7 separate regions of the Mus musculus genome follow, and regions 1, 2, 3, 4, 5 and 6 are each linked to region 7. Evidence: chromatin contacts called from public HiChIP or PLAC-seq, capture Hi-C and promoter capture Hi-C data. All regions are on one chromosome and are shown on one strand. Each heading gives the region's core, a stretch centred on a gene start, on an enhancer-like site or on the middle of the called end of the contact. The rest is flanking DNA. Distances are from core to core; before and after follow the strand shown. Region 1 holds the start of Exog (endo/exonuclease (5'-3'), endonuclease G-like). Region 2 holds the start of Myd88 (myeloid differentiation primary response gene 88). Region 3 holds the start of Acvr2b (activin receptor IIB). Region 4 holds the start of Scn5a (sodium channel, voltage-gated, type V, alpha). Region 5 holds the start of Zcwpw2 (zinc finger, CW type with PWWP domain 2). Region 6 holds the start of Acaa1b (acetyl-Coenzyme A acyltransferase 1B). Region 7 holds the start of Itga9 (integrin alpha 9).

Region 1 (3,520 bases), core at 476-2,975, 840 kb after region 7:
CATTGAGATGGAAGGACCCCGACTGAATTCAAAGATGCAGTTTTAAAGCCAAAAAGAGGAACATTAGGGAAGGTTGGGTGATCTATATCACGATTGGTGGGTTCTATCTCTGGGGGTCTGGGTGATGCCATGATTAGTTAGGGTCTCCATTCAAGCAAACTTCATGCCAAGGAGGGGGCAGCTCTTGATCTCCTAGCTGTAAGTTTGCCTAACGATTCTTTTGCAAGCTAGGGAGGGGTCCCTTTTATGTAAGCCTGGTTGTCCCAGTAACTGACTTGCCCAGTCTGGGAAGTAGAAACTCAGGGCTAGTCTCCTGAACTGCTGGTTTGCAGCCTGTCATGGAGTCAGCCTGGCTCAGGCCAATGCTCTTTTTATGGGAAGCTGGAGACTGCTGCCAGGTGAAGACCCATTGATCTGAGTGGGAGTCTATTAAACACGAATATTCTTCTTTTTACAAAAAATAATTTACGGTCTTCAGAGTGAGTTCCTGGACAGCCAGGGCTACACAGAGAAACCCTGTCTTAAAAAAAAAAACAAAAATAATAACAATTTACTTAATTTTATTTTATGTGCATTGGTGTGAGGGTGTCAGTCATGAGCTACCATGTGGGTGCTGGGAATTGAACCCAGACCCTTTAGAAGAGCTGACAGTGTTCTTAATCACTTAGCCATTTCTCTGGACCTTATGTTCTCCCTTTGTCAGTGGGCATTTGCCCATCAATTTTGTCTAAGACCAATTTGAGAGGTCCCATAAAGTGGCTAACATTTACAGTGTTACTTGACGGCATGCATCCCGTGTATACCACCTTAGTCCTGAGATGAATCCCTATCGTCTAAGATGATGATTTTAACTTCTTTTTTGAGACAGGGTCTTGCGATGTAGCTGAGACTCATTTGGAACTCACTATGTAGTCTAAGCTGATCTGGAGCTCAGAAATTCCTTCCTTGTCTTTGCTAGCGCTGGGGTTACAGATCGGCTCCACCAAGCCCAATTACAGTTTATTACATCGACTTATTTATGTCTGGCTGTACATACCTGTGCATGTAGGATGGCAAGCCCATGCCTGTGACGGTGAGAGGACAGCTTTCAGGAGTCAGTCCTCTTCTACCAAGTAGGTTCCAGGGACTGAATTCAAGTGTCAGTTTTGGTGGCAAGCACCCTTACTGATGAACCATCTTGCTTGTCTAGGCACAAATTAAAAGAGATAACATGGACTGACACACTGGACTAGTTTGGTAAGGATTTAACTTCTGAGCTCTGGCCCATCCAGAGTCTCTGGCTACCATTGAGTACTGTTTTCCCAGGAAACTCGATAGGTGGTACAAACACTCTGATGTGTATTTTGACTTTGAAGCAAGTGCCCCAAACAGTCCAATGGGGTACAGGTTTTGGAATCACATCGAGTTGGATCCCAGGTTAGGAGATCTTTGATGGATCATGAACAAGCATTTACTCACTATTAAATGGGACTAAAGACAATTTCTTCAGAGGACAGTACACACACACCATTAAATTGACAAGCTAGGACACTTAACCCATCCATTAACTGGCCAGGACCAGGGATGGAGGTAGGCGTGCCTCCCCTGCTGGACTCTAGGGGACGCGCGAGACCCTCAGCAGCGAAGGCCTCTGGGAGGCGGTTCGGGATGGCGCATGCGCGCCTGGTTCCGGAGCCGGCGATTGGACCATTCCGGCCTCGGAGCCCCCGCGTGCGCATGCGTGGCAGAGACAAAGTGCTGGCGCCCGCGAGTCATGGCTGCAAAGAGCTTCGCTTCCCGTCTCAGGGACTCGCGGCGATTTCTGAATGGCTTCTTGGCCGGGGCTGTAGTGGGCGCCGCGGGAGCGGGGCTGACGGCGCTGCAGTTTTTCCGGCGTCCGGACGCGGAATCCGCGAAGCTGGCGAGGCAGCCACACGGTGAGTCTGCAAGCCTAAGCCGGCTCGGTTCCCCACTGCTCCCCCAAATTCTTCACCTGGCTGCGGGCTCACACGTCACCACCCCTCCATCCTTAGCTCCACCCCGAGCTGAGACTCTGTTTGTTCTCCACCTTAGGTGCAGCACAGTGCCTGGTACAGAATTGGCCTTCAGTAAGTGTCTTAGTTTCTTTTCCTGTTGCTGTGACAACGTATACCTGACAGAAGCAACTTAAGGGAAGGGTCTGTTTTAGCTCCCCGTTCGAGGTGCACCCCATCGTGGCGGGGAAGGAGCTCGAAGCAGCTGGCCACGTCAGGAAACGGACGAATGCGTGCTGCCTTTTGGCTCCCTTTTCTCCCAGTTTATACAATGTGGCCACGTCCCTCCACTGTCAGGAAACGGACGAACGTGCTGCCTTTTGGCTCCCTTTTCTCCCAGTTTATACAGTGCGAATCCCAGTCAGGGAATGGCCCAGCCCATAATTAATCTGGGGATCCCCATATCATTTAATACAGCCAAGATTCCCCCTCTCCCCATAGGAATACCCGGAGGCCTGCTTCTCAGGTGTTTCTAGATTCTGTCAAATTGACAACATCACAACAAGAATGTTTGAAGGCGTTTCCGTAAAGAATATCTGCTACCCAGTCTTCCTAGTATGTACATCCTTAAATTTACGGGGCATCTTATCTTTAGACAGAGAAGTGAGCACAGACCCATCTCATTCCAGGACGTGCTGAACCACCCGCTTCTTTTGACACTTGCCATTGTGCCAGAGGACTGCTCTGGGGAGGCATGGGGAGGAGTCACTTGGAAGCAGCTCCGGGTTGAGTCCTCTAGGAGGAAGTGTCAGTTTCTTAGCCCCACTGCAGTGAAGGCTGCAGTCTGTCTTTCCTTGAACTGAAACACTGGGGAAGTATCAGTGAGGGACAGTGTGGGTGGGCTTGTTTGCTCTGTTTTTGCTTTGAGCCAGTACTCACTGTGACCCAGCCAGGCATGAGACATGGAGAAACAGGTGTGTGCACCCACTCTTGGAGTTAAGGTCTTTTAAAAAACGAAATGGATACTTAACCTGGCAGCTGATATATCATGTTGATGAAAAACTAAAATGATGGCCATTTTTGTCTCTATTAGTCGCAAGACGTTCCCATTCACTTTTATACTTGTAGCACTATGGTTTTCCTTTGAATTCTCCCCCCACCCCCCATACACACAGTTTGTGGTACAGACAGATTTAGAAAACTAATGTGGAAAACTAGTGAGATTGGATTCTTATTTCTTTTTGGTCCCAGGAGTGAAGCCAGGGCCCGTACCCTAGTCCATGCACAGCTCTGTCATTGAGCTGTGCTCTGCCTCGAGCCAGGTTTTATTTAATTATGTAATAGCACATGCCTGTTGATTCCACGTGTGGTCGGCAGGAGCAGGAAGAACAAAAGTTTAAGGCTTGCCTAGGCCACGGAGTGACTTCAAAGTTAGTTATGAGTAACCTTACGTTTGTTCCCTAGCCCCCAAACCAAACGCGTACCCCCATAGCTGAAGCTCATTGTGAATACCCGACCGAGGACAGGCAAAGGAGGATTTTGCTAAACTCTTTTCTTTGACTTAATAA
Region 2 (3,495 bases), core at 673-3,172, 730 kb after region 7:
GTCTGTTCTAGTTGCCGGATCATCTCCTGCACAAACTCGATATCGTTGGGGCAGTAGCAGATAAAGGCATCGAAAAGTTCCGGCGTTTGTCCTGAGGACAGGGGACAAGGGAATCAATCAGCCTCTGCAGAAGGCTGGAAGGAGCCCAACCTGGAGTCTTCCATCAAGGGAACCTGGGCCTGTATCCATATCAAAGCAATGTCATATACATGCCCTCTCTACCAGTGAACAGATAACTTCCTCCCAGATGAAATCCCGGTTAACTATGATGGAGGCATGCCATTAAAGTCTCAGAACCACTCTGGGAGAGGACTGCCATTATTCCCATTTCTTAGATGGGGAAACCAAGGCTCAGAATGAGCAGCTTGCCCAAGGTCCCAGGTCCATCCATCTGCTTCCGGTATCCATGCCCTCTGCAGGTCACATGTTTGAGGCTGTGGCCCACCTATTCTACCTAGGGGCACAGTACTGGGCCCTTACCTAGGGGGTCATCAAGGGTGGTGATGCCTCCCAGTTCCTTTGTTTGTGGGACACTGCTTTCCACTCTGGCCACCTGTAAAGGCTTCTCGGACTCCTGGTTCTGCTGCTTACCTAAGTATTTCTGGCAGTCCTCCTCTGTGGAGAAGAGAAGGGTGTAGAGGCTCCTCCTCCCACCCCATCCCCGACACCCCCGCCCCCCATGCCCCAGGTTGCTGCTGTACACACACTCAAAATCCTGAATTAGTTTAAAGAGCCTACTTGGGGCTGGCGAGATGGCTCAGCCGGTAAGAGCACTGACTGCTCTTCCGAAGGTCCTGAGTTCAAATCCCACAACCACCCATAATGAGATCTGACGCCCTTTTCTGGTGTGTCTGCAGGCAGCTACAGTGTACTTATGTATAATAATAAATAAATGTTAAAAAAAAAATTTAAAAAGGGCCTACTTGGGCCGAGCCTTCCCCAGCCACTGGTACCATGGATGGCTCTACAAACTAACACTTCCTTTTGGACTCTCCCAAAATGAGCATCTGAGAGGACTCCAAAGTCAGCCTGCTTCTCTGAGCCTTCCTCCTGCCTTCCCTTTCTAAGGCTCTAGAGAATGGAGCCAAACTGGGCATCTAGCAGGGCACAGAGCAATCGGAGCAGAGGATTGAATGTCAGAAGGGCTCAGGCACCCAGTTAGTGCTCAATGAGAATGGTGACCCCCATCTAGCAAGGTGTACCTCACTGTGGGCGGGGCGGGGGTGTTGTGCTGAGTGCCAGTGAGTGATGGAAGGGGTCCTCACTTGTCCGGTTGATCCTGACACAACTGAGATACCGCGAGAAAAGCAGATCTTGACTCTTGGTACAACTGAAGGTCTTTGCCTAGGCTCTTTCCATCTTTCCTCAGGGTTTTTGACCCCTCTCCCAATCCCTACGCTGACCTGCATACTGACAGAAAATTCGACTGTCACTCTCTTCCTCCCTAGCGCACCCCAGAAAAAAATGAACAAGATTAATATGCCAAGGCTAGCCTCGTTGATCCTTGGCACAAAGCCAGGAAGCACGTTTCCTCACCGATGCGCGACTTCAGCTCCTTCAGTATATCCTCACGGTCTAACAAGGCCAGCAGCTCTAGCAGCCTGCCGACAGACGCGCCAGAGCGCCCCTGCCAGGCATCCAACAAACTGCGAGTGGGGTCAGGGCGCGTTTCCAGCTCTCGGATCTCCAAGTACTCGAAGCCCATCTCCTCCGCCAGCAAGGTCCAGTCGGCCGCCACGGGCGTCCGAGGGTTCAAGAACAGCGATAGGCGGCGCCTCACTCCCACGTTAAGCGCGACCAAGGGTATGGAGAACATGAAGGAGTCCAGGGACCCGGATCCCACGCGGGGGTCTCCCGCAGACATGGCAGGCAACCCTGGGCCCCCGGTGCCGTCCAGTACGCTCGCCTGTGGAGTTTCCTACTTCCCTTAAGTCTCCTGCCAGCCCCTCCTTCTTTCGCTTTCCGAGAAGCTCCGCCCTTTGCTAGAATCTAGACTACGGGGCCAGAACTACCCAGCCTAAAAGTCAACCCACTTGTGCTTCTAACGTTTGCTCACCTCCCCTCGAAGGTGTGAGAATTTATATAAACCGCCTCTGGCATCTGCCTTGGCCCACCGATCAAGGTGGATGGACTAGGCGATCTGGTAGTGGTTATTATGCATGGTTAGCTCAATCAGCCTTGTTTAGGACTTGAAGGAGTTACAGCCCTTCTGTACAGTAATTTATATTCTGGTAGTAGGGAGGGAAGAGACAGACTGGCTTCGGAAGTAGTAACCCGAAGGCTCAGTCTACCTTTAGCTATCTGATGTCACTTGTGACTCTGCTTTTTAAAGGGGAAAGCCCACGACCTTGCCCATAAATTGGCATTTAGGGTATCTTGTCCTTTGTTTTCTGAGACAAACAGCACTACCTTCCCGGGGTCTGCAAAAAACACGCGGAACCTACCACCTTACTCTTTAACGTTGGGTCTAGACCCAAGGAAGATTTTTTCGTTAATTCACTTGGTTAATCTATTTAGGTGTCAATCTCCAATACTGGGTCTCCCTCCACCCTCCACCCCCATCCCCGGGTTTAGTAGAATTCCTAGGGGAATGTGGGCACTAATGGCACTATCCCAAACAAACGTAGATCAACAGGCTTAAGACGAGTGGGGCACGTTACAGTTAGAACCTGCCTGCCGTTCAGCACCTTAATCGGTTCTTCACACCAGCCCGGAACCCAAAATTACTTTGTTTTCTGAGAGAGCTTCTGTGACAGCCAACCCGGTTGGGGCTTAACTAGGTGCCTCAACATTTTCTAGGTCCTCAGTTCTCGGTTTTGGGACCCGGGGCTGAGCACAGCAAATTTTGATGGGAGACAAGGGTCTTCTCGGGCTAGCTCAGCAGAGAAGCCATGGGCCGGGCTCCGCCTTCTACGCGGCTGCGCGCTGAGCTCAAGGGGAGGGACTCCCTTGAGGCTGAGTTCATCCTAGGAAACCAGAAGTTTGGGAAACCTCCTTCCCCAATGTCTACAAAAGGTTGTGCAAACTTGGAAGTTTCCAGTCTGCCTTTCAAGGAGGATTAAGAGTGCGCATTACGATTGGCTTCCGTAGGATTGGCGGGCGGGGCTTTGAGTGGAGAGAAAGCGTCTTAGGACGGGCGTTGGGCGGGACTCTGGGGCAAGGGGTGAGTGGGCGGCCCTCAATCAGACTCCCCTTAATCTAATTGGTTGTACCTAGGAGTGGGCAGGCCCTCTAAAGACCCCATCCTACCTCTCGCAGTATCATTCTACCGGGGTTGTGATCCCCTTTCAGGCCTTGCGACGTAGAAGGCTGTCCTGCGCCTGCGCCCGCGCCTGCGCCTGCGCCTGCGCCTGCCATCATTCCTGTTCCTAAAGCTCTGCACCCAGAACCTAAACGAGTAGGTAGGACCCACCTCCGCGATGCATCGGCTGCAGGTAGTGCTGGGCCACCTGGCCGGCCGGCCCGAGTCGAGCTCCGCGCTGCAAGCTGCGCCCT
Region 3 (3,116 bases), core at 332-2,831, 800 kb after region 7:
GGGTGCTAGTACCATAGAGATGGCTCACAAGTACTGGGACCTGATGCCAATCCTTAGGATTTGAGTTTGATTCCCAGCTCCTACAGAGTGGAAAGACAGAACCAACTGCAAGTTGTCATCCAACCTCAATGTGTTCATGCTCTCTCTCTTCTGTCTCTGTCTGTCTGCTTCTCTCCTTAACACACACACACACACACACACACACACACACACACACATGCATGCACACATACACATACAAACACACATATAAATAAGTAAAATATAATAAAAATCTTAAAAGAAATAGAAGATACACTTAGCAACGTGAATGGACCCTAGTGACATCTAAGGAGCCCCTCAGCCCTCTGCTGTTAAAGCTGCCCAGATGTGAGATGGAGGGTGCTGGTGGCACGGGGCATATGGAAACATATGACTGTATGTTGGATGCACATAGATACAGGCAAGAGAGCACACACACAATCAATCAATAAACGAACGAAAAATAGGAAGAGTCACAGATGGACTGCGAGCTCGAGGCCACCTGAGGATTACATAAGGAGAGGAAAAAGACCACATTTAAGAGCAAAGGTTGTCAGACAAGGTGCAGACTTCTTGGGAAGCTGAGGATCCCTACCTCAACACCAAAGCCGTAGCAGAAAGAAACTCTACCCAAGTCTGGAGGACTTCAACACCGTCATTTTCATAAGGGAAGTCCGAGGCTCGAGCAAATGAAATGACCCAGGCTGGGGGGGGGGGGCGGCGGGGGGGAGCGTCCTTCCTCCTATGACCCACTGCTCTTGGTGAGGCAGGAGGTAACTATCCGAGGATTCCATAGCATTTTTTTCCCCTGAGTAGTGACTGGCTTTTCCAGTGTAGCTGGGAGGCCGATTGCTCTCACACTCTGATTGTGTAACATCTGAAATGGAGGGATCTGGTGTGTGTGCGTGTGTGAAAGGAACAGAGGCATGTTCTGAACAGATCTTTAGAGGTGGGAGGAGTGCTGAAGGTAAGATGAAGGATGCTGGATTGCTGAGGATCCTTCAGAAAGCAGGTCGCCAACAGTTCTTTCCCACCTGCAGCTGCTCTGTGGGTCCTCCTCTGCTTGGAGATAACTGTGCGTGCGTTGTGAGGAACTGCTGTCAATTCAGACTTCAGCGTTTTCCTGCCAATTAATTAGCCCATAAATGGGAGCTGGAGGGCAGAGGTCCTAGGTTATGGGGACCAGGAGCTACCCACTCACTCAGGGGTCCCAGAGGAGCGTGCATCCCGTAGCGTGGGCTCCATAGCACGGGGCAGGAAAGCACCAGCCAAGTTGTGGGCAGTCCAATCCCACCAGCTCGGAGAGCGCGCCCCGCCTAGCCCTAGAGTCTGGTGCTGCAGGCGCGCTGTCTCCAGAGGGCGCGGGCTGGGGGGCGGAGCCTCGGTGTTGTTGTTCCTCTCCGGCCCCGCCCCCAAGGGGGGCGCGGACCACGCGGCCGGAGGGCCCGCCTCCCCTCCCCCTCCCCGCCCAGCTCGCCCGCCTCTTTGTATCCAACATCCGGGTTTCCCCGCTGGCTCGGCTCCGTGGCCACCGCTCAGGAGCCATTTTGGACTCGGTTCAGGTCCCCTCCCCCACCCCTCCCCCGTTCATGGCCCCTCCGGACTCGGCCCCTGCGCCCGGGGCCCGGGCCCAGCCCCGTTGCGCCATGCCCGCGTCGGGCGCGCCCTGGCCCGCGCCCCGCCGCCGCCCCCCGGCTCCCGCGTCGCCCCATAGCCCGGGCCGCACTGCGCGCCGCCCGCAGCGGCCCTGAGCCCCTATCTCCGCATACTGCCTGGGAACCGAAGCGCAGAAGCGCGCGCTCCTGGAAGCGAGACCCAGAGAAGGAGCGGGAAGCAGAGCGCAGCCGCCGCCGGGCCCTGCGCGCCCCGGGAGCGCAGCGCGGCCCTGCCCGCGGGCTCCGGGTGTCCGCGGGGCGGCGCCGCGGAACATGACGGCGCCCTGGGCGGCCCTCGCCCTTCTCTGGGGATCGCTGTGCGCCGGTAAGGACCGGGCGCGTCGTGGGGGTGCAGGGACCTGGGGCGCGCGGTGTTTACCAACAAAGGGCGGCCCCGCGGCCTCGGCGCCGCGCCACCTGCCTGGGATCGGGGTCGCGCGGGGCGCTCTGGTGCTTGCGATCTTAGAGGCGAGCTCGCCCGTGCGGTTCCTCTGCGCGATTCTGGCTCGCAGAGGTTCTAGGTGATGGGGGAACCTGGAGCGTCAGGGTCGGGGTTCAGGTTCCGCGGGTGTGCGGACCCCAGGGATAGAGCGGGGAAAACCTAAGCGTGGGGAAGGCGGCCAAGCGGGGTGGGCATCTAATTGGGGGCGGCTGGGTTGGGGCTGCTCGCCCCTGAGAGTCATAGGTGTCGCAAAGCGAAGCGGACGGCTTTCCATAGCCCGCCCGGAGTCCTCTGCATCCCGTCCCGCCACTCCGCGTCGCGATCCTCATGCGAGTGGCTCCTACCTGCGCCCGCTTTTCTTGCAGCGGGCCGCAGATGCGCCCTCGTGGGACCGCTTTTGTTTTGGGCAACTGGGAGTGGAGAAGGGTTGAAGAGGCGAACCAACAGGTCTCAGATCGCTTCGGCCGGCACGTGGCGGGCGTGAGTGACCCGCGGTCAGCTCGCAGCCGCCTGCGGGCTGTGGATAGCTGGTGCGCGTCTGCTTGGGACTAGAAGGTGTGGGTGTGTACGCACGAAGTTGTGTTGGGAAAGCGCTTTCTCCCCCAAAGCCTAGGCACTGATTTCTGTGTCCCGATGGTGCTGAAGCGTGCTCAACTTTGTAGGAGCTCCGGGGCGGGCTTAGGGCAGTTCCAGGAAACGTGGACAGTCGGGCATTAAGACTCCAGAGAAAAGATCGTGGAGATTAGGACGGCTGGTGCCCGGTGGCTGGGGCTCTGGGTCCTGCGCGTCTTTGTTCCCAACCCCCATTACACATGCAGCTCGGGTCCCCTGCGGCCCGAGGTGGCAGCAGCGCGGAGTCTGGGAAACCCGCGAGGGGCGGGGCCCGGAGTGTAGGGAAGGGCTGGGATCCCCCTTGCAGCTGCGGGGGTGGGTATCCCAGATGGTCATTGCACCCCCTCACAGGGATCCTCACTTTCAATCTTTTCTATTACAAGGTA
Region 4 (3,137 bases), core at 227-2,726, 960 kb after region 7:
ACAGCTCAGGCTCACATCCCACTCGGACCCTGCTCCAGTCACCTGAGCCAGGGAGAGGTCCTGGAGCCTCAGCCTAGAAGCAGGGCCCAGGTCGTCTCTCCTGCTAACTGTCTGTATAGATGGAGTGAGTGTGTGTGTGTGTGTGTGTGTGTGTGTGTGTGTGTGTCCCTTCGCACCCACAGCTGATCACACATGCACCTATGCATATGCACATACACACAGACGTGCACACTCAGGCTCTTAGTCTCTTAAACATTGTCTTCAACCACCATGACAGACAGACCGACAGACACATGCTACCCAGACCCCCACACTGACTGTACTTATCTTTCCAGTCCCGCTGGTGTTGCTCTGCGCTCAGCTTGAAGCTGGCCACAGGGACTCCCGTGGCCACCCTGGTCTCTGTTGCCTAGCCTTCCTGGAAAGGCCTTCCTCTAGATCCCAGCCTGTTCTCCTGCCATGACCCCCACAGTCAGGTCCAGAAGTGGACAGTTGTGTGAGCAGCCTGTCCCTCTGTAGGGGACCTGTGTGCCTGTCACATCATTAGTGCAGGGAAGGGCCTCTTGGAGAAACAGCACAACACTCCCTTCCCTCTCTCCAGGCAACAAGGGCAGCACAAGGCTTCCCCACACTCCATGCCTTAGCAGCCACGCCCTCTTCACCCCTCAGCCTTCCCATGACCTCTGTGGTTCAGGGAAGGCCACGAGGCCCAGGAGACTTCTACTGTGGCTCAGCCTGAGCCAGCTGGCTCAGAGGAGGATGCCTGGCTAATTCTCTGAGCTGCCAGAGGGACAGGAGGAACGCATGCAGGAGTTAGGAGGGGGACCGCTCAGGGCTTCATTCCAAGCGCCCACGCGTCTGGGGACAGGAAGGAATCCCCTAGAGGTATATGCCGGAGAAAGACAAAAGAAGGTAACATTTCAGTGGTCCTCCCACCCCTATGTTAGGGGCTCAAACGGCGTGATTTATGTCTGTATCCCAGAACTCCAAAATTAAGGTGATTGGAATACAGATTAATGGTGAATCACTCCCCCAAAGCCCAGGGGAGCCGGCCCCACACAGAACTCCACAGGAGCAAAGCTCCATCTGTCTGCTGCCTTCCCAGGAGCTACCCAAAGGGTGAGGAGGGTGCTGAGGGGGCGGCAGTCACCTTCTGGGTACTATAGAAAGGGTCCAGGTCTTCCAGGGGCTCCCCAATGAGCTCTCGGGGTGGGTTGCCATAGAGATCTGGCAGCTTTTTGGAGGCCTGTAGGTCCAGCTGGGGCCGGGGAGCCTCCTCCTCTGGCAGGCCCTCACGGCTCTCCTGTGAGGTGGCCGAACCACGGGCTTGTTTTTCAGCCATGCGCTTCTCGATGGCCGCCAGTGACTCCCGGGTGAACCTACGGAAGCTGCTGGTGCCCCGAGGTAACAGGAAGTTTGCCATCTTCTCATCCTGCTTCTGGGGGCACAGGCTCTCCTCAGGCTGCCTGGAAGGAAGCTGGGAGACAAACACAGGGTGTGATGGGGTGCCACGGCCGGAGGGCAGGGTAGTCAGCCAGCTAGGCCGATGGCGGGGAAAGACACAATCTGCAAAAGTGTACAGCCCACCCCATTCCCGACCCCCACTGCCAACCACTGCACAGGCGCATACGATTGACAGCGGCTCGGGTAAACGCTGATGCTCGCCTCCACTGAGGTGTGTGTGTGTGGGGAGGGTCCATGAAGTGACCCCCCCCACTCTTGCCCCAGTGTGTACGTGTATGCATAAATATCAGTGATCAAGAGACGGTGTGTCCTCATGAAGGGGTTACCCTGTCCACCACACACAAAAGTAAAAACACTTCAACTGACCCCCTTTAAGACATTTCCACCACAACCGGCTCCCTGGCCTCCACAGGGCAGGGATGGGAAGAGATGCCGTTCATTTTATCCCAGACTCAAACAGAAGGGCTTTTCTCCAATTAAAAGGTGAAGCATGCATACGTCAGGATTTGGCCCTGCACGGGACAGGGTCCCACCCCCCCTCTCCAGGGAACATTCCCAGCCTGAGTGGTGTCCAGTGCCCCCACAATCCCCATGCCCTCACACAAGAGGTGCAAATCAAACCTGAGGCATAGAGGCAGCAACTGGAGGCAGCATTTGCCCCCCAAGGGATCCAGGGTTTTCAGCAACGGCCGGCCGGACAGGAACACAAGAACTAGCATCCAGATGTTGGCATCTGGTGTGCCCAACTGTGTAGACCTCCATCTGAGGATCTCATAGGGATCCCCTGAGTGCAGCACCGTCCCTAGCTAGACTGATTCTAAAGACGGGAAATGTGACAGGTGGGTCTCTGGCTCATCACACCGTCCCCTCTTCTCCCATAAAAGGGGACATACAAGCGCAAACCCCAAGGGTTGTTTTTTCTTTCCCCCCCAGCACCGGAAGGCGGTGACCACTGGTGAAGAGGACTTCCAACAGGCATATGTGTGTGACGTCAAACAGGGAGAATGTGGCCCCTGGTGGCCTCAAAAGATTCAGAACCTGGTGCGAACACACTCTGTCTATGACAGCAAGGCAGAAGAATGCATTTCTGTCAGGCTCACCAAAACAGGATGTGGCCAGAGGGCTCCTGACTATGACACCAAGCCAGGAGGCTGCACCGCTAATTACCACATCAAAACCGGGAATGGCTGGGCACCGGCTCAAGAGGGCAGACTGGACACCTGCTGAAGATGTCTGCCAGGGACACACTCTCTTCCTGTCAGCCAAGGGCTTTGCCCTGAGCTCACTCCATGGGGCATGTCATTAGTGACCCCTATAAGCTTCTGTGACACCCATGCCAGCACACGGCCAACAAGGACCCCAACTCAGGGTGCCTGAGCACCACCGATGGCAGATAAAGGTCCTAGTGAGAATTCCTGTCTCAGAAAACAAGTTGGACAGCTCCCAAGGAATGACGCTGCTGCAAGCTGACCTTTGGCCTCCATATGGCTGGCACATATGTGTCTCTGCACTGAGACACACACACAGACATGAGCATATAGTTGTACGGTGTGTGTGTGTGTGGTATGTGTGTATGGTGCATATGTGTATATATGGTATATGTATGATGTGTGTGCATGTATATGAGTGTGCATGGTGGTGTGTGTGTGTGGTTTGTATGTGCACGTGTGGTA
Region 5 (3,459 bases), core at 655-3,154, 570 kb before region 7:
AAAAATAAAGTTGGGCTAGAGAGAGGCTCAGTGGTTAAGGGCACTGCCTGCTCTTCTAAAGGACCTAGGTTCAATTCTCACCACCTACATGGAGGCTCAAAACTTCTGTCAACTCTTGATCCAGGGAATACAACTCTTCTGGCTGTCATGGGCACTGCATGCACATGCACATGCACACACACACACACACACACACACACATGCCAGCAAAGCATAACACACATTAAAAACAATGAAAAACAAAAAGGTTTTCATTGCTCAAACAAGGTATTATCAAAATAATACCTGTACTAACCCTAAAAATAAATATTTGCCCCTAAGAGAGCTGAGCCATAGTCGTAACTTATATCAAGGTCCATATTTTTTGATTGTTCAAAACCAAATATACTCCAGTGAAAAAATTATCTACCCATAGGCAAAAACTATATACTCAAAAACCTTCCACAGAACACTGACAGAATTTAAGTTTTCAGTTGACAAAATAATATAGTGCCAAGAAACATGAGCGTTCTTAGTTGTCAATAAATAAATATTAACTATAACTATGACTCTCACATTACTTAACCAGAAATAATCTAGAACTTGTGCTCCTTTTTCTGTCTGTGACCCCCTAAGATTGCAATTAATTTGTCTATGCCTCACCATACAGTTCAATGTTCTAGCATGCACAAGGCTTCGGGTTCAACCTCCAGCACCGCATTGCTTGGTAATGTATAAACCCAAAACCTTGGAGTCAGAAGCAGGAGGTCAGAGAAAAAAAAATTCAAGACTTTGAGGGTAGCCTGGGCTACTTGAGGCCCTGCCGCAAATTTAAAATTAAAAAACAAACGTACAAAAATATGAAGATTTAACAAACTACAGACAGAGAGAATTATAGATGACTAAAATTCTTCACCCGGTGGTGGAAACAAGTGTGTTTGTGGCCATTCTGGGATGCATAAGACTCTGCCTCAAAAAACAAACAAACAAACAAACAAACAAACCCGGAGGATTATCACCTAGAAATAACCGAGAGAGGAGACAACTCTAAGAGCCAGAACAAGTCAAGAGTTGGCCATGGGCTCCTTTTCTCCTGCTACACAGAAGAGCATCCCGGAACCCCCATGAAGTCAGTGAGCGACCTTGCTTCAAAAGATACCCAAGGAGACCGCCACGCGACCCGAAACACGGGGCCTGCGTGGATTCCAGGGGCCCCAGACACGCATCAGCTCTCGGGTTAGCACCACGGTGACAGGCGCCTCTGAGCTGAGCAGCACGGACCCACCTCACGGAATCCCAGTTGCCGCTGAGTGGAAAGGACGCGCTAGAGGGCGCCCTGAACGCGCGCCTCAGCCCAACAGCAGCCAGCCTGCGACGCTGTCTCAGCTCCACTCCGCCTCCCCGCGGCTGGGCGCGACACCTCACCCGCCGCGGGGACCACTGGGACTGGTAGTACGTACGCCCCGCCGCGGAGGCTCACGGGACTCGTAGTGCGCCTCTGCCCTACCGCAGAGGCTCATGGGACCTGTAGTACGCCCCGCCCCGCTAGAGCGCCACTTAGCGGCACCCTATATAGTCTTCAGGTCCGGCTTCCGGTTTCGTCGCGCTGCGCTGGCACCCAGCCTGTGCGCAGCGGCGACACCTTTGTGGGCGGCGGGGCGTTCGTAGACCCTTCTAGAACCCTCTAGGCCTCGCCGCCCCTGAGCGGGGCAGCGGGCGCCGGCGACCCCGGAGTTGACGCGCGTGCTGCTGGGTAACGGGCCTGTTCCGGCGGCCCCGGGCCGCCCCTGCTCGGTTCCTCTGTGACCTCCAGGGCCCCTGACTGCGGGAGCCGCGGCGGAAGACATGGGACTCCCTCGGTGCACCTGTGACGGCCACCTTGACGGGGGAAGCGGTGGCGTCTTCGAGGAAACCGGAAGCCCGTGGTGACCCCTGGCGACCCGGTTTGTTTTCAGCCGGCTTCCAAACACTGGGGAAGCGAAACCCGGTGGCCTTGGGGACCGCCCTACGTAGCCAGGGTTCAGGGTGAGTGGATCGCTCGCGCTCGCCCGGACGGTGGAGACAGCCAGGAGGGGCCTGGTGGCTGTCGCCTGGCCAGACGCACTTCGCTTTCTGTCCCCGGCGCCCTTCTGCTGTTCAGAGCGGCCCAGTCTAGCATCCCTGGTCCCTGCCATCCCACAGCCCCGCTTCCACGGGCTTTTTTTTTTTTTTTTTTTTTTTTTTTTTGCCTTCCCGCTCGGGGATTGCTCAAGTTCGGTCCGTGCTCTTGACTCGCTGGGAACGCTTTCAGTTTTATTTCCTGCACTGGGGTGGCATTTATATCGGAGAGGGAAAGAGGGACGTGGGTAGTGCCGGTGGCGTCTGGGAGTGACCATCAGTCTAACTTGCATGTTTCAGTCCCGTTTTCCGGCTGGGTTGCAAGGCAGGCTAACAGTGGTCCTCCTCGCAAGGAACTCGGAATACTCAGAAAGAGAGATAAAATACCCATGGAAGCTACTAGAAATCAGAAATACCATGTGATGATCAAAAACATTGACATACTGAGACTGAAATTGACCTCTAATCCTTAAGTACAGAAGAGCCACCCCACCCCCGTTTGAATTTTAAGTTGGATTGAACAAAATCTTAAAACAGTTTCATTTCTAGTTCTCAAAAAATGTTCTCCTTACCCTGTCTGTAGTGATCACTCCATCGTCTTAAATGGAAAACAATTGGAATTATTCGCTGAATGGCTACAGAGTGTTGAATGCTCTAGGTTTGTAAATGGACGTTTTCATGTAAATGCGAGAGATTCATTGATGTCTAAAAGGCAGCTTGCTGTCGTGGGAATGCCAGTGGATTAGATGGATAGCCCAGATGTGTAAGCATCGAGTTTTCCACTTCCTCTCTTGAGGAGAAGGCTGCTTACTCTGACTTTCTCCTTCCCCCTTTTCTGAAGTCCAGGGCTTGCTTACCCTCCAAGGCACCCAGTTATAATTTCTAAGAGCTAGGCTGGCTCTGAAGTTGACAACTTAATTTGTATGTTTAATTACTTCATCTGTAAATTGAAGAGTGCTTACCCATCTTAGTGCTTTTTTACATTGATTTAATGAATTCTTAAGAACAAGTCAGGGGGTGGTAGCACATGCTTTTTTAATAATCCCAGCACTGGGGAGTCTTGAGTTGCAGTCTAGCCAGTGCTACAAAGTGAGACATCTTCAAGAAAAAAAAAAGGGGGGGGGGGGGGAGCACAGTTTCTAGCATATAAGTGCCTCTAGCAGAAGTGCTTCGGTAATGGTACCAGAGCATGCCATGCTTACTGAGGGAAATAATATGATTTTTAAAAAAAGCTGAATAGGATGAATATAACTTTAATGCCACATTCTGAATTGAAGTTGTTTTATTGTCAGGAAATAATTATTAACAGCATTTATGTAGGTGTTTAGTTGCATTGAAATACATTATTTTAGATAAGGAGTGGAAAGAAGGCTGCCCTTGGAT
Region 6 (3,560 bases), core at 64-2,563, 550 kb after region 7:
AGCCCCGGGCTGAAGCACATTGCCTGTGGATAGAAGAGCCTTCACTCAGTGCCAGGTGGTGTCCCAAGGCCTAAGGCAAAACATGCCGCAGAAAGGAGACATTTCAGATCTCTCCAAGAATCACAGCCTCTGGAGAGAGGCGCACATGAGGCTGTGGAGGCTCAAACTCTGGGGAGTGGGGAGCCAGCTACCCAACAGCAGTACAGTGCTGGAGGGCCGCCAGTGAGCTTGCCAAGGCATGCTCCTCTGATCACAGGAAAAGACGGGAGAGACTCTAGGGTAAGAGACACAGTGCAAAGCCTGAACGCTGTGGGAAGCAGGGCTGTGGTGAGGGAAGCGGGTCTGCAACTGCTCACCTGCCCAAGTGTCCTCCTCCAAGCCCTGCACCACTGCAGAGATGAGGAACAGGCTGGCACCTCCGGACAAAACTGTGTCCTACACTATGTTCTAGTTCAGGGAAAGCCTAGGGGTTAAGGCAGGGTGGGGTGAACCCATCTGCACCTGTAACCCGGGACAGGATGTCCATGTAGGTAGAGAAGCGCGTTTTCCCGCCTCCTGGGGTCTCCTGGAACATCTGGGCTTTAGAACTTCTACTTGGTGGTGCTAGGCTTTCTAGCGCCTCTCAGGTTGCCGATGTGCCATGAGGGGGCGCCCAAGGTTCTACTCTTGAGACTGGCCATCGGGAGCAGCCTGATTCAGACCTCTGTGGTCGAGAGCCCTCCCGTTCAGTAACTCAAGTCTGTGAGAAGGGAGACGGATATTCGGGAGGAGGGCGGGGGAGGGCCGGTGCAGGACCCGCAGGGGAGCTCACCCACGGAGATGTCTCCCAGCTGCTCAGGCTTTAGCTTCACGTCCTGGAGAACCGCGGTCAACACGGCCGACAGAAGCTCGTCGGGGGTGGTGTCCTGCAGGGCGAAGCGCAGCAGCGGTGAGCCCAGCTCCCGAATCCCCGCCCGGGGACTCTGCGGTCACCGGACCCCCGACGGCAGGATCCCATCCGCGCTGGCCGCCTTCTGCTCCCCTCGCCCGCCCGAGGGGCCTCACCTTGAAGCAGCCACGGCTGGCGCGGCCAATGGGAGTGCGCCGTCCGTGCACCACCACCACGTCGGAGGCCGAGGCCTGCAGGAAGCCAGCGGAGCAGGGCGCAGCTTGCAGCGCGGAGCTCGACTCGGGCCGGCCGGCCAGGTGACCCAGCACTACCTGCAGCCGATGCATCGCGGAGGTGGGTCCCACCGATTTGCCAGCGCTCTGGGCGCTCACCCCAGTGAATTAAGGACGCGGGCTTGCACAGGGCAGAGCCAATTGGAGCCTTATATTTTCAATAAGTCCTGCCTACCCATTCTGCAGCCAATCAGAGGGCGACTCTTCCTGAGTCTTCCCCCACCACCACCTCCCAGCTTCTCAAAGCAAGTCAATGAACTTCAGAACCCCTCCTTCTTAAGTTTGTCCATGTACACCTGTGATGGTGCAAGTGTGTACTGCGCAAGTTCAAGGCCAATCTGGGCTACAAAAATAAAAGAAAATGTTTTAAAATATAATTAAAAAAAAAAAAAAAGCTTGTGCACATTTTTGAAGCTCCTCCCAGAAGTGTAAACTGGAACTTTCCTCGTTTTGTAATCTACACTGTAGGCAGGACCTCAAAGTCTTGTGGATTTCTGAACATGAACCAGGAGACCTTCCTCCAAACATGGCCATGGCACACTATCAGACAAAAGTCAGGAGGTTTCTGGGACAGTGGCAACAGCTTTACACTGCAAATGGAGATAGAGGACCTGACTCTGATTCCTGTTCTATTCAGCTCTCGTCTTTCCTGGGTCCCTGGCCCTAAGCTGGATGCTTGAGTACTTGGCTGGAAGAACCCGTTCTATCAAGGCACAGAAGCAGTTCAAAGGTCTCTGAGAGTGTCCCATGTAGCATCCTCTGTATGCCTATTTGAGATGCCCTCATCAGTGCACACCCCTGCAGCACCCGCTCCCCTCGCCCCCTTAGCAAAGGTGTCTGCCAAGGCCTTGCAGTGTGCCTGAAGCATTAACTGATCAATGGCTTCCTGTTGAGTGAATGGACCGGGGCTTCCTGGATCTAGAATGTGTTACCAGCCTTAAAGAGTAAGACCGGGTTCCCCAGTCACAGTGACAGGTCAGCCCCAAACCATGGCAGTTACACAGTGTTTTCTCAGACCCCAGGGGATCCCAAAACATGAAAGGAGAGGAGGCTGGGAGAGGGCTCAGAAGGTAACGGGCTTGCCCTGCAAGTGGGAGGCCAGAGGTCAGATCCCCAGTGCACAAGGCTGGGCAGGCTTGACAAGGGTCCCATGACCTTAGTGCTCAGGTGGGAAAGGCAGAGGATCCTTGGGGCAAAGTGGCTACCTACCCCAGGCAAATCACTGTGTTCAGACAGAAACCCCATCTCAGAAAGCAGAGTAGGAAGGGGTTTAGAATGGCATCCAATATCAACCTCTGCCCTACACATAATATGCACACTCACCTGCCCGTGCTTTCCAGGGCAGGAGCACTGGAGTCTTAGACACCCAGAGGCTGATCTAGCCTTCCTGTCACCATGTCCAAGGGCACAGACTTCCTAAGTGCAGGGTCGTGTGCTCTTTAGACACCCCAGAGAGCACGCTGCACCAGGCCTCCTTCCTTGTCCCCTCCCCACTGTCTTCCAGTGCTCGCCTTTGTGGACCTCTTAGAAGCCCGGGGGGAAGCCTGTGATGCCATCAGTTCCTAGGACGCATGTAGAACCCACAGCCCACTGTCTGCATGGGGCTAGGCCAAGGACAGCCACCCAAGACAAAAACATAGCTTATCTAAGGCCCGAAGAGAAATGAGATTTTGTGTTTTATTTTTGTTTGTTTGTTTGTAAGTTGCTTACACGGATGCTGAGTGTGCCTGTTGTAATGTCAAAATGTTGAATTCTTCTGCATTGAGCAAGGCCAGAGAAGTTCATACAACATCAGAAGGACAGGCTCACCTTCTCTACAACCAGGATGGTGGATCTCAAAGAACATTTCTAAGTTCCACATCACTGGCCCAAGTCCCCAAATGGAAGTGTGGAGGTCTGTACCAAGGCACAGGCGCAAAGAATTGCAGACTAGAGGACCACAGAGCTTCTCTAGCCAGAAGGCAAGGAGGACTAACAGAGGGGTGACAGACGTTACAACTGCAAGCTCCAAGGCCTACCTCAATTGTAGGAAGACCCTGAGCTCCACACCCCACATCCTCCCAGCTGCTGCCAGGGGACTCGTTTTCCCTCACATGGAGAGGTTGTTTTGTGGCTGGCCATTTTAGGATGAAGACTCAACTATTTTGCTCATCCCAAAGACTGAATCCTTTGCTTGTTTTTTGTTTTGTTTTGTTTTGTTTTTGAGACAGTGTCTCGAGCATCTTGGGCCAGCCTTGACCTGCATATGCACTTGAGAATGATCTTGAGCTCCGCCCCACCCCCACCCCCACCCCCTTGAACCTTCTGAGTGCTGGGTTGCAAGGTTTGTAACTCCACACTTTGTTTATTCAAGGCTGGGGGTTGGGGTGAGAACCCATGCAAGCATCCAAACAACTAAG
Region 7 (3,326 bases), core at 139-2,638:
TTCCTAACTGTGATAGTCCTGGGTTCTACAAGAAAGCAGGCTGAGCAAACCATGGGGAACAAGCCAGTAAGCAGCACCCCTCCATGGCCCCTGCACCAGCTCCTGCCTCCAGATTCCTGCCCTGTTTTGAGTTCCTGTCCTGACTCCCTTCCATGATGAACAGTACAAGCTGAATCAACCCCTTCCTCTGAAACTTGCTTTTGGACATGGTGTTTCATTGCAGCAATACTGACCACAAGTAAGACAGCAGTAGTGCATCCGAGCTATGCAAATTACCTGACTGCAGTGGTTTAAGACAGCAACATTGATCATCTAACAATGCTGGACAGGTCATGGGTCTCGCTGGCCTGCGTTCCTGGAAGGGGTAGAGGAGAAGACATTTCTCTGTCCCCAGTTTTTGAAGCTGCCTGGCTTCTTTACCTCATGGACCCTTCCCTCCAGCTCCCAAGCTAGCGGTGATCTGGCTTCCTTTGTCACAGCCCTTCTGATGACAGCTGGAAGAGGCTCTTCACCTGTAAAGATCCCCGTGTTTAGACTGCTGGCGAGTGGATAACTCTGGAATGTGCACCCCCCCCCCACCCCACCTTGCCTACCCTAGGCTTTGACTGTTGTTGTAAGGATAAGCCTGATTAGAAAGAAAAAGATAAAGGCGTCGTGTGTGTTTAGTATGAATGAGACTTTGGAAGTGGAGAGGGTGGGAAGGGATGGGGAGGGGGTTGTGATTTTACCAGAGTAAAGAGTTAGTTCAACAATAACATTAAACTTGGAATAGTCAACTTCATAGAGTCAGGGATAAATGAAACTTGCCGGGGGCTGGACTGGGCTGGGCGTGCTTGTTAAATTTATGTATAATTTAATTTGCAAGATGAGCTATTGATGATCACATAACCAAAATGAGGTTATGACGTAAACTTTATGCAACGTATACTTCACCATAATCTCCCACATACAGGGGAGCACACCTGGCTGTATTGTATGTCTGCCAAGTTGGAAAGCGCTGGCCAGGTCAGGGAGTATGGAAGAACGCTCTGCTCTCTTCCACATGACTAATTCTTACAGCAACTGACTGGCGGTCTTGAGCGGTTGCCTCTGAAGAAGAGCTTCCAGATGGGCAGGGCCAGAATATTTACCCATCCTTGGCTCGGGTAGCTTTGGGTCTTTGTGTGTGAGAGAGAGACTTTCAGTGTAAGACAAAAGGAGAGAGACCCAGCCAGCTTGGACACAGCAGAGCCTAGGACATTGAGAGGATGCAGTTCACCGAGGTCCAGAACCTGGACCCGGGGGTGCGCCTGAGACCGCGTCCAGCAGGGGGCGCTGCGGACCCGTCCCGCCCGGGCCGCCCGGGCCGCCCACCCCGCGGGCGCGCCTCTCCGCAGTCCAGTGCCGCCCGGGCCCGGGACCCGCTCCTTCCGAGAGCGCAGACCTCTCGGCGGGCATCGAGAGGACGCGGGGCGCTGGCGGCCGTCCCTGGCCTTGCTCCGGCTCTCGCTGTAGCCCATCGCCGCGTCCCGGGCTTAGACTCGGAGCGTACGGCTCCCGCCCCGGGCAGCGGCGTGTCCCGGGAGCCCCGATCGCGGGGCAGGGCGCAGGGCGGCGGCCGGCTGGGGATGGGCGGCCCGGCTGCGGCGCGGACCGGCGCCGGAGGGCTCCGCGCGCTGCTGCTGGCGCTGGTGGCCGCGGGGGTCCCGGCCGGCGCCTACAACCTGGACGCGCAGCGCCCGGTACGCTTCCAGGGCCCCTCAGGCTCCTTCTTCGGCTACGCGGTGCTGGAGCACTTCCACGACAACACGCGCTGGTAAGTGTCTCCCGCGGATCCTCGACCCTGGCGTGGGCACCCCGTGGTCCCCCAAGTTGGCCGCCGCCTTTCCGGCCTCTTCCACTCCACCTCCCGCGGGGCCGATTTAAATGTCCGGGCGGCCACGCTGACATCCTGGCCTGCTCTCCGAGGCCCGGGGCGTCCCTGGGGTCCCTGTCCTCCCTGGGCAGTCAGACGCAGCTTCGCTCTCGCCAAAGCAAAGTTACTTGGCTGTCTGCCTTCCAGGGGCCACCGCGGGCTGGCCATCTGCCCCAGATCCCCGGGGGGCCCCTAGGAGGCCAGGCTGCTCTTGGGGACCACTTCATGTAACTCTAGGGCAGCAGCATGCAGGAAGCAGAGAAACAAGGGGTGTGGTGGGAGTGGGTCCTGGTGGCTTAGGAATCTCCAGAAGAGGTACCCAGGGGCCCCACAAAGTTCTGAGAGGATCTGGGATGCAGAGAGGACCCCCAAGGAGCAGACTGTGTGGCTGGTGGGCAGCCTGGAGCTCTCCCACGTGTCTAGAGACAAGATTTAGGAAGCTGAAGTTTTTAATCAAGGGGTACAGTTTTGAACCAGCGAGATGGGTGGGCCTGCAGAAAAGAATAAGTCTCTCCCTCATTAAGCATCAATAGTGAAGTTAACTGACCCCACAGCAGGAGCGCTTAGAGAAGGCGGATAGACCACTTCCTTGGAATGAACGAGCCACACCATGCACCACGCCCACCTATTCAAGGCAGCTAGAGTTCAGTAGCTCCCCAGCCTCATTTTAGATGATGTTACTGTGGACCCAGGAGATGGCTGGTTCACGTTGAGGGTGCTATCCCGTGAGCGAGCATCTTTAGAAGCAGCAGGCCGGGAGATGGAGACTGGCAGTGTGTGTGCTTGGACATGTAACTTACTGGGAGTCTCTGCTCGGAATTGGACAGGGGCCGAGGCAATCGGGGGCTTGTGGATGCGGGTCTTTCAGAACCCTGGAGAAAGAGAACTTTGTGACTGGCTTTATTAACACTTTCGTGTATTTAGGAGAGCGGCCTCCAAGAGAACCAGCTTTCAAAGTCCTTGTGTGTAGCTCTCCTCTGCATCCCTTCCTGACATTGATTCTAGTCACAGTTACCAGCCAAGGCTGCTTCCTGCAGTTGCCAAACCCTTCCTTTTCAGACAGCAGGGCAGAACACTTTCCTATGTTCCAAAGGCTCCAGGTCTGCCATGGGCTCTGGGCTTGGTACAGATAGATTATGGCTGAATAGAAAGAGTTTGTAGAGCTGGGTGTGGTGGCGCACGCCTTTAATCCCAACACTTGGGAGGCAGAGGCAGGTGGATTTCTGAGTTCGAAGCCAGCCTGGTCTACAGAGTGAGTTCCAGGACAGCCAGGCTACACAGAGAAACCCTGTCTCAAAAAACCAAAAAAAAAAAAAAAAAAAAAAAAAAAAAAGAGTTTGTAGAATACACCCAGAACCCCACACAGTGTGATCCCGGCACAAAGCACATGGGAGGAACTTTCAGAAATTGAATGGCTGTTCTGGGTGGGGGG

The links. Promoter capture Hi-C pulls out the DNA fragments that hold promoters and counts their contacts. HiChIP or PLAC-seq counts read pairs in DNA pulled down with a chosen protein or histone mark. Capture Hi-C pulls out chosen DNA fragments and counts their contacts.
Region 1: a promoter capture Hi-C map of the 3T3-L1 cell line shows a contact between it and region 7, with 4 times the contacts expected there. The contact joins the promoter of Exog here to the promoter of Itga9 in region 7. A contact is called at or near these places in 6 of 39 promoter capture datasets (the 3T3-L1 cell line, the C10 cell line, hippocampal neurons and 2 more) and 1 of 115 datasets of contacts at active chromatin or transcription factors (bone marrow-derived macrophages).
Region 2: a promoter capture Hi-C map of pre-B cells shows a contact between it and region 7, with 2.2 times the contacts expected there. The contact joins the promoter of Myd88 here to the promoter of Itga9 in region 7. A contact is called at or near these places in 3 of 39 promoter capture datasets (cranial neural crest, frontonasal cranial neural crest and pre-B cells) and 1 of 115 datasets of contacts at active chromatin or transcription factors (forebrain).
Region 3: an H3K4me3 HiChIP or PLAC-seq map of embryonic limb bud shows a contact between it and region 7, with 3 times the contacts expected there. The contact joins the promoter of Acvr2b here to the promoter of Itga9 in region 7. A contact is called at or near these places in 2 of 39 promoter capture datasets (the 3T3-L1 cell line and hippocampal neurons) and 1 of 115 datasets of contacts at active chromatin or transcription factors (embryonic limb bud).
Region 4: a contact with region 7 is called in a capture Hi-C map of embryonic stem cells, with 2.9 times the contacts expected there. The contact joins the promoter of Scn5a here to the promoter of Itga9 in region 7.
Region 5: a promoter capture Hi-C map of erythroid cells shows a contact between it and region 7, with 4 times the contacts expected there. The contact joins the promoter of Zcwpw2 here to the promoter of Itga9 in region 7. A contact is called at or near these places in 5 of 39 promoter capture datasets (the C10 cell line, embryonic stem cells, erythroid cells and 2 more), 3 of 115 datasets of contacts at active chromatin or transcription factors (epiblast stem cells, large pre-B cells and thymic regulatory T cells) and 1 of 9 other capture datasets (embryonic stem cells).
Region 6: a capture Hi-C map of embryonic stem cells shows a contact between it and region 7, with 4 times the contacts expected there. The contact joins the promoter of Acaa1b here to the promoter of Itga9 in region 7. A contact is called at or near these places in 5 of 39 promoter capture datasets (cranial neural crest, embryonic stem cells, hippocampal neurons and 1 more), 1 of 484 Hi-C or Micro-C datasets (embryonic stem cells), 3 of 115 datasets of contacts at active chromatin or transcription factors (astrocytes, embryonic limb bud and embryonic stem cells) and 3 of 9 other capture datasets (adipose tissue, embryonic stem cells and liver).

What each region holds. Positions count from the first base shown.
Region 1 is chr9:119,443,235-119,446,754 of GRCm38.p6, forward strand. Exog (endo/exonuclease (5'-3'), endonuclease G-like) reads left to right here and starts at 1,726. Exons shown (of 6, transcript NM_172456.4): 1 at 1,726-1,916. The coding sequence starts at 1,754.
Region 2 is chr9:119,338,096-119,341,590 of GRCm38.p6, forward strand. It overlaps Myd88 (myeloid differentiation primary response gene 88), which reads right to left and starts at 1,923. Exons shown (of 6, transcript NM_010851.3): 1 at 1,537-1,923; 2 at 481-615; 3 at 1-91. The coding sequence starts at 1,864. It overlaps Acaa1a (acetyl-Coenzyme A acyltransferase 1A), which reads left to right and starts at 3,199. Exons shown (of 12, transcript NM_130864.3): 1 at 3,199-3,495. The coding sequence starts at 3,420.
Region 3 is chr9:119,400,597-119,403,712 of GRCm38.p6, forward strand. Acvr2b (activin receptor IIB) reads left to right here and starts at 1,582. Exons shown (of 11, transcript NM_001313757.1): 1 at 1,582-2,001. The coding sequence starts at 1,950.
Region 4 is chr9:119,561,202-119,564,338 of GRCm38.p6, forward strand. Scn5a (sodium channel, voltage-gated, type V, alpha) reads right to left here and starts at 1,477. Exons shown (of 27, transcript NM_001253860.1): 1 at 1,151-1,477. The coding sequence starts at 1,423.
Region 5 is chr9:118,038,955-118,042,413 of GRCm38.p6, forward strand. It overlaps Zcwpw2 (zinc finger, CW type with PWWP domain 2), which reads right to left and starts at 1,905. Exons shown (of 9, transcript NM_001378466.1): 1 at 1,265-1,905. Azi2 (5-azacytidine induced gene 2) reads left to right here and starts at 1,568. Exons shown (of 8, transcript NM_013727.4): 1 at 1,568-2,004.
Region 6 is chr9:119,155,780-119,159,339 of GRCm38.p6, forward strand. It overlaps Acaa1b (acetyl-Coenzyme A acyltransferase 1B), which reads right to left and starts at 1,314. Exons shown (of 12, transcript NM_146230.3): 1 at 1,045-1,314; 2 at 812-905; 3 at 1-23. The coding sequence starts at 1,215.
Region 7 is chr9:118,605,321-118,608,646 of GRCm38.p6, forward strand. It overlaps Itga9 (integrin alpha 9), which reads left to right and starts at 1,389. Exons shown (of 28, transcript NM_133721.2): 1 at 1,389-1,795. The coding sequence starts at 1,608.